Regions from separate parts of the Sus scrofa genome. Here region 2 is linked to region 1. The links are chromatin contacts, called in public HiChIP or PLAC-seq maps. All regions are on one chromosome and are shown on one strand. Each heading gives the region's core, a stretch centred on a gene start, on an enhancer-like site or on the middle of the called end of the contact. The rest is flanking DNA. Distances are from core to core; before and after follow the strand shown. Region 1 holds the start of RPLP0 (ribosomal phosphoprotein large PO subunit). Region 2 holds the start of PXN (paxillin).

The links. HiChIP or PLAC-seq counts read pairs in DNA pulled down with a chosen protein or histone mark.
Region 2: an H3K27ac HiChIP or PLAC-seq map of skeletal muscle shows a contact between it and region 1. The contact joins the promoter of PXN here to the promoter of RPLP0 in region 1. A contact is called at or near these places in 4 of 5 promoter capture datasets (fetal liver, fetal skeletal muscle and liver), 27 of 47 Hi-C or Micro-C datasets (alveolar macrophages, blood, embryonic fibroblasts and 13 more) and 2 of 2 datasets of contacts at active chromatin or transcription factors (alveolar macrophages and skeletal muscle).

The regions. Positions count from the first base shown.
Region 1 is chr14:40,222,194-40,226,328 of Sscrofa11.1, forward strand. It overlaps RPLP0 (ribosomal phosphoprotein large PO subunit), which reads right to left and starts at 1,750. Exons shown (of 8, transcript NM_001098598.1): 1 at 1,726-1,750; 2 at 1,379-1,480; 3 at 292-467; 4 at 104-191. The coding sequence starts at 1,432.
Region 2 is chr14:40,276,595-40,280,729 of Sscrofa11.1, forward strand. PXN (paxillin) reads right to left here and starts at 2,191. Exons shown (of 11, transcript XM_021073143.1): 1 at 2,020-2,191. The coding sequence starts at 2,032.

The DNA.
Region 1 (4,135 bases), core at 500-2,999:
TTCCACAGCTACAACCTGAAAAAGATTGTCTTCTTTTTTTCTTGCTTTTAAGGAGCCAAAATTAATGATAAGGCCTCTTCAGCCAAGCTGATTCTCCCCTCACCTTATTGGCCAGCAGCATGTCCCTGATCTCAGTGAGGTCCTCCTTGGTGAACACAAAGCCCACGTTCCCCCGGATGTGAGGCAACAGTCTGCAAAGAGAAGTTTACAAGAGACGGTTAACTTTGAGCACCATTCTTCTCCAGGAAAAGGGAGAAGGATGGACAAAGATGCCCAGGAGGAATGACTGACTTCTCCAGGGCTGGGTTGTTTTCCAGGTGCCCTCGGATGGCCTTGCGCATCATGGTGTTCTTGCCCATCAGCACCACGGCTTTCCCGCGGAGAGACATGCGGATCTGCTGCATCTGCTTGGAGCCCACATTGTCTGCTCCCACAATGAAGCATTTCGGATAATCATCCAGAAGTTGCTGCCCAAACAAGCCAGACACGAGCAATGTTAACAGAAGGAAAAAGAAAGGATCAAGAAAAACCAAATCCCACAATCTCAAGTTTCCGTTTCACTCACTCCTTTTTATGCTTTTCAAATGTCTGAGGTTAAGACAATTCCTCCTACTAGCAGGCACCTGAGCTGTGAGAGCCAGATTTGCCTAAGATTTGCTTGTGGGGTATGAATGGTAAGATCATGTTTCTACATTCAACCCAAAGGTTTAATTGTAGCTTCCATTCTTAATTTTTCTCAATTAAGGCATGTTTCTGATCCACTAAAATGGCTGCATTAACAAAACCCAGTTTTGAAAATACAAAGTAAGGCAAACACAGCAAAACATTACTTGTAGAATTTAGGTTTCAAGTATGGATCATTGAAAAATTCCTTTAAGTTTTTTGTCTCAAAATCATGAAAAATGGAAAACATAATGGACTAAGGTCCACAAAGCTGCCTAACGCCTAAAGAGCAGCATGACCTGATGATCAACAATTCTGGGCAGCGAAGACCCACCTCAAGGCCACCCAAAAGAAAACATTCACTGAATTAGTTTCTTGACAGGATCTAAATCTGCAGCAACTTGCCTCTTTATAATGAATCATTCAGTGCCTCAGACTTCCCCAAAGATGGATACAAAAAAGTAAAAGTATGACCAGAGATCTTTAGAAGTACTCTTAAGAGCCATTTAACCTGCCTGAGCCTGTTTATCTGCAACACAAGGAAGCAGAGGAACGCTGACCTCAGGAAATTATTAAGATTAAAGAAGACTTGCCTAAAACGACCTAATTTGATGGTTGGCCACCTGCAGGCACTCAGCACCTGGCCGCTGGTTGTCCCTATTACTGCCCCGGGCAAGGCACCACAGTGGGCGGCCGAGACCTACCCCGCACTTACGATTATCTTAAGGAAGTAGTTGGACTTCCAGGTCGCCCTGTCTTCCCTGGGCATCACGGCGGTGCGTCAGGGATTGCCACGCAGGGTTTAAAGACGATGTCACTGAGAAAAAAGAGAGAAAATTCAGCATACTCCAACACGCGTCCCCACGGAGCGGCGGGCTCCAAACCCGAGGCCTAGGGGAGGAGACCACTCTCCCGCGCCCGGCGGCCCGAACGGGCCCTGGACTTGCCGCCAGCGGAGCCCCAGGCCAGAGAGGCCTGGACCCCGCGGCCCCCGAAAATATACCCGAAAGCCTCATTTCTCCCGCCGCCAGTCCCCTACGCTACCACAGCGGACGAACAGACCTCACACGAGGACGCCTGGCGAGAGGAGGGCTGTACGCCGGCGCGAGTCTTTTATATGTGAACAAAACAGCCAATCCAAAGCCGCAGACAGCGCCCCCGCCTATTGGCTGGCTTCAACGTCTGTCTGGAGAAGCTGGGTTGATCTATGCAGCCATTGGATGGTATCGCTGCCACTCCAGCCAACGGGACGCTGCCTTTAAACACGGTAGCTAAAGAAAGCACTGCTGTGTGTGGAAGGAGGTTTCTCAGAGGTGCTTCCCTCTGCTGGGCTGGAGCTGTTCTCGTGTAGAGAAGCTAGAGTTTGTGACCTGAGTCCACGTTTCCTTCTGTCACCTGGCCAAGTCGCAAGCTGAAGAGTATGACGTGGAGCTGAGAAATAATTGTACATGGTTGAGAAGCAGAATGGTTTCTTGTTTCTTCTACAGTTCTTCGCTCTTTGGAAACAAAGGGATGCTTTAAAACCTAAGTCTCAGAGTTTCCATTATGGTTCTACGGGTTAAAGACCAGACGTAATCTCCGTGAGGATGCCGGTTCCATCCCTGGCCTCGCTCAGTGGGTTAAGGATCCGGCTTTGCAGCAAGCTGCAGCGTAGGTCACAGATGCGGCTCGAATCCGCAGCTGCAGCTCCCCATTCCACCCCTAAAAGGAAAATAATAATATGGAGTTCCCGTCGTGGCTCATGGTTAACGAATTCGACTAGAAACCCGCATTCGAGTGCGGGTTTGATCCCTGCACTCCGTCAGTGAGTTAAAGATCCCGCGTTGCCTAGAGCTGTGGTGTAGGTCGCAGACGCGGTTCGCATCCCGCGTTGCTGTGGCTCTGGCGTAGGCTGCTGGCTGCAGCTCCGATTCGACCCCTAGCCAGGGAACCTCCATATGCTGCACGCCCTAGAAAAGACAAAAAAAAGAAAACCCACTTCCACTCCCTCTTTCCTCTGTTCCTATAGCACTTACACAGCACACTATATAATTTGTTACATTGTTTCGTGTCTCTATTTTTGCCTTATACCTGGCATAATAGGCATATGCTAAATATTTGTTGAAGAAAAGAATGCAGGGTTTGCAATCAGATAACCTGGATCCATATTCTTGTTCTGCCACTTGCTGGTTGTGTCATCTCAGGAAGCGATTTCACCTTGCTGACTCTGTTTCTTTATCTGTAAAATGGAGATAATAGTATTCACATTCTAGAACTGTTATGAGGATTACTGCGAGATATGTGTTAGGACAACACAATTCCTGGAATGTAGGAGGAAATCACTGTGGATGTCAGCTTATTTTTTAATTTTTTAATTTAAAAAAATTTTTTTGTCTTTTTGTCTTTTTCCAGGGCCGCACCCAGGGCATACAGAGGTTCCCAGGCTAGGGGTCTAATGGGCACTGTAGCCACTGGCCTACACCACAACCACACCAACACGGCATCTGAGCGGTGTCTGCCACCTACACCACAGCTCATGGCAGCGCCAGATCCTTAACCCACTGAGCAAGGCCAGGGATCGAACCCACAACCTCATGGATCCTAGTCTGATTCATTAACCACTGAGCCACAACAGGAACTCCTAATTTTTTAATTTTTTAATTTTTTTTTTTTTTTTAGGGCCAGGGGGCTGCATGTGGAAATTCCCAGGCTAGGGGTGGAATTGGAGCTGTAGCTGCTGGCCTGTGCCACAGCCACAGCAACACGGGATCTGAGCCATGTCTGTAACCTACACCATAGCTCACGGCAATGCTGGATCCTTAACCCACTTAGCAAGGCCAGGGAACAAACCCTCATCCTCATGGTTACTAGTCAGGTTCGTTACCACTGAGCCCCAACAGGAACTCCCGGATGTCAGCTTATTTTATTCATCATTCAACACTTATTTGAAAAATTGTACCTGTATCAATAATTTTTTTTTTTTTTTTTTTGGCTGCAAGCACATGGAAATTCCCTGGGTCAGGGATCGAACCTGCGCCACAGCAGCAATCCCTGCAGCTGCTGCAGTGACAATGCCGGATCCTTAACCTGTCCTGCCACAAGAGAATTCCCAATAAATATGTTGGTTTTTTGGGGGGGTGGGGAGGTGGTTTTGCTTGTATGTTTGTTTGTTTGTTTTTTGCTTTTTAGGGCCTCACCCATAGCATAGAGGTCTAATCGGAGCTACAGCTGCAGGCCTACACCACAGCCACAGCAACGCCAGATCCAAGCCACATCTATGACCATAGCTCATGGCAATGCCGGATCCTTAATCCACTGAGCAAGGCCTGGGATTGAACCTGCAACTGCATGGTTCCTAGTCAGATTTGTTTCCGCTGCACAATGGAAACGCCCCAATAAATATGTTTTTAATGAATGTGCTTAGGTCCTAGGGCAGAAAGGTGTCTTCATCTTATCTCCACCCTTTTTATTTGACCAAGTGAGAACTCTCCAT
Region 2 (4,135 bases), core at 941-3,440, 55 kb after region 1:
CTCTCTTAGCCTCATTTTTCTCAATTTGTAAAAGACGGTCATAATGACAGCCGTGACCCTAAATGGGCTCTCAGAAAAGGTTGCTGTGAGGACAGGATGAGCTGAGGTATGGGGAAGTACTCCAGGAACAGCAAATTTAAATTCCTACAATCTGCTCTGCCAGGACACTTTCTTTCCTTTCAGAGACAAACTCACTTTCCTGGCCCTAAATGGAAGGCTGTCAGAGGACAGGAATTCCAGGCTTCAACTACGAACTCTGCAAAGACTTTCTCAGTCCTTCAAACAGCACGGGGACTGTCTGGAAGCAACAGAACCACATCAGCATTTCAGAAACTGTCACTCTGAAAAGGAGGTCGCCCCACTGGGAAACCATGGAGACTTTCAGATCCTGATTTGAAAAATATCCCCCAGCCTCCTTTCAGCTCAGTTATTTTTATGTGAAAAAAATACCTGCCTGGAAGGCATGCCAACTTTGAGTGTGTTCGAAAAATGGGTGCCAAGCCTGACCCAAAGGCAGAACTATGCTTGGCAGCCATCGCACTCTGCAAAACAGGCAGAACCATACACCATCCCCACTCCAGGATCTCAGGGGCCAGGGAGAGGCACCCAGATACCCAAAGGAAGCTTCTGGGAAGCAATCAAATCCCAATCCTCCTCCCTTTCCCCTTGGAAGTTCAGTGCCTACAAATAGCCAGTCTTAATATAGTGCCCTGTGCGCTTGGGGAAGCCCATCAGTCCTGTCTGATGAATCCACTCCTCAGAGCCCGGGACAGAGAAAGCATCAGTGGTCACACAAGCCACTCACAGTCCATGGAGGGAAGACAAGGCTCCTACAGAGAAGCAACTCCCCCTCCTCTCAACTCCCAGGCTCAGAGGCCCTCCAGTTACAGACTTTGTGAAGGAGGGAGAGTGAATTCTCCCACCCCAAGTTCCACGCCACTCAAGGCCTTCCTAGAACCCTGGCAACAAGCCCCCTGGGTTGGCTGAGTGTCCCCCAGTCCCAGGAGATACCTTTCCCTGTCCTAACATCAGATCGAGACTAGACTGAAGGGAGGAGTGTGGGCGCTCCAGTAACATGAAAACAGTATAAACTCTGTTCTGGGCATCGTGTCCTCCTTACCTGTGTGCCTCCTGCAAGTTCTGATTCTGGGGGGGGAGGGTAGAGGAACCCCACTAGTATGGACAAGTTCAGAGAGGACCATACCTCAAGGGCCCACTTCCCACCTCATTCCCCTGGCATTTCACCGGAGTCTGAGAGTCAGAGGAGAGTCATGTCTCCCCAGCTTACTTTTCTAGGATTAGGCTGGTCTGTGATATGCAAGGGGAGGGGCTGGTCCACAGAGTGGCCAGGGCTGGCAGGGAAATTAAATGGGAAGTTAGTGGGGCGGATGGGAAACTTGTCTTTGTGGGGATGGGGTTATTGGAGCCTCATTCAGAACTCGTGAATCTGATCTATGAAATGAAGGGGTCGTTCGGAAAGGCTATGCCTAAAGTGGGGTGTGCGCGACGAGGGTGGTCCTCAGAGGGGGTGGAAGCAGGTCCTGGAATTGAGGGCCCATCCTGTGAGATTAGGCAGCTGATCCCCAAGTTGGGTGTTCCATTTGTGCGATGGGGGTGGGGGAGCAGTCTGTGAAGTGAGGGTCCCATAGCTGGGAAGATGGTCACATCACGCAGTGGGGGGCCCGTCCCTGAGGCAGACACGGAGGGTCCTTGACCTGCAAGCTCGTCCCTGGGGTTGCTCTGGGAAATGGGGCTGGATCCCCGAGGTTGGGGGTCCGGAGGTGGGGCTGTACTCGCGGCTGGGGGCTGGGAGCTGAGAGGACGGCGGCGAGGCTGGCCTGGCCCAGGACTCAGGCCCAGCCGGGGATCCAGACCCCGCAGGGCTCCGGCCAGCCGGAACCAGAACCAAGACCCGGGCCGCGGGAGGTGGGATTCCGCCCGCCACTCGCTCGCTCGCGCCCGCCCGGCCCGGGGCCGCGCGCCCTTTGCTGTCTCCTCCCTCGGCCTCCGCTCACTCACCGAGGTCGTCCATGGCGTGGCCGCAGGCGCCGGGAACCGGCTCCGCGTCGCGCTTACTGCCCGTCCCAGGGCCGCTCCTTTCCGCCGTGCAACTTTTCCGCCGCGAGCCTCGGCCCGGAACGGAACGCGCCGCCGCCGCGCGTGCCCGCGCCCGCCGCGCGCCCCGCCCCGGCCGCCCCCGCGAGCACGCGCGCCCCGCCCCCGCTGTCCCGCCGCGCGAATCGCCCGTGGTCGCCCCCGCGAGCATGCCGGTCCCGCCCCGCGCGCACGCTGGCCCCGCCCCCGTCGCTGGCCCTCGAGCGCGCGCCTAGCCCGGACTGTGGGCTCCACTGGGCGGGGCGGCGGCGCCCTCTCGCGGCAGAGCCGGAGGGTGGGAGATTCCCAGGCCTGGCCCTCTGTCAGTCTTTCTGTCAGTCTCAGTCACATGCCTGACTGTCTGGCTGAGAGATCCACCTGCCTGTCTTGACATCTCACAGTCTGACCTGTGTCTGTCCATCCACCAATCACTCGCTCATCGTATGTCTGTCCATTGGAAAGTCAGATTCGTCCGCCTATGTCCCAGTAAGTCACCTCCCGAGAGGATCCTTAATCAGTGCCAGGAGAAACTGGAATATTTGGAGGACCTTTCCGGGGGTCGCCCTCTGGATCAATGGCATTGCAGCTCGCAGTCCAGCCTTTGGGGACAGACTCAATTCTTTTGCGGTTGGATATCTCTTAATCCTCTACATATCCTCCCTCCCTGGAGAAAGACTTTTCCAAAACTCCACAAGGAGCAGAAGGGACCCCATCTTAGACATTAAAGAAAAGCTACGGAGAAGTATCCAGTGCTGGGCACAGTTTCCTGAAACATCCCACTGCCACCCCAGACCCTAGAAGGGCTCTGCTCCCACAGACTCAGAAATTGGGTAATAACAACAGCTGCCATTTATTGAGGCCCAGATACTATATTATTATTATTATTATTTTGTCTTTTGTCTTTTTGAGGGCCACATCCGCGGCATATGGAGGTTCCCAGGCTAGGGGTCTAATCGGAGCTGTAACCGCCAGCCTACACCACAGCCACAATGCCAGATCCCAGCTGTGTCTGCAACCTACACCACAGTTCACAGCAATCCCGGATCCTTAACCCACTGAGCAGGGCCAGGGATTGAACCCACAACCTCATGGTTCCTAGTCGGATTCGTTAACCACTGCGCCACGACAGGAACTTCCAGATACTATATTAAATTAATTCTCATAGAGATGGTTGTTAGTATCAGCACTTCCACACACTTTGGATGGGACAATAATAGTTTGTTGATTTTAGGTAAAAGTGCTCTGTAAGCACAGCTTCAGGCTCCCCTTCCCACAAGAATCCAGCCCTCCAGACCCTCTGTGTCAGGTCAGGTCTTCTAGGAAGCAGATGCTGAGATAGAGCTGGAGTAATGCCTGTGAAAGAGAAAGAAGAAAAAGCAAGACAGACAAAGAGGGACTCAGATCTAACAAAGAGGAGCCAACCCAGAGTTTCCCTGTGGCACAGAGTTAAGATCCAGCCTTGCCACAGTTGTGAAGCAGGCTGCAGCTGCAGCACATGTTCGATCCCTGGCCCAGGGACTTCTACATGCCATGGGTTTGGCCAAAGAAAAAAAGGAGGAGCCAACCCAACTGGGAACCTGGAATAAAGATTCATTCATTAGAGGAGTCCCATTGGACAGAAATGTCCAGGAGGCCCCAGTTCCCCTATCATGTTCCATTTCAGCTGGAAATGTCCAGGAAACATGTGGCCTTGCCCTGAAGGCCCTGCATCTGGATGTTGTCATTTCTTGAGCTGGATGACAAGCTCAAGAACCAAGTGGCTTTCTTCTCTGGGTGCTATATCCTCCTATATTAAAATTCAAGGGCTAAGACTGCTTTCCAACTAAGCAGTCACTCTTGCATCCCTTTCCAACACCTTTCATGTACTCCCGTGTTGTAGCCGTGTCTCACTGGTGCAGTTTACATTTATTGGTAGGATTATTTGGTAAATGTCTCTTTCCCTTTAAGACCAAAAGGTCATGGGGCAGGAACCATGTCCACGTCTGCTCACCACATATCCATATTTAGTATGTGTGTAGCATATAGTAAGCATTCAATGTAT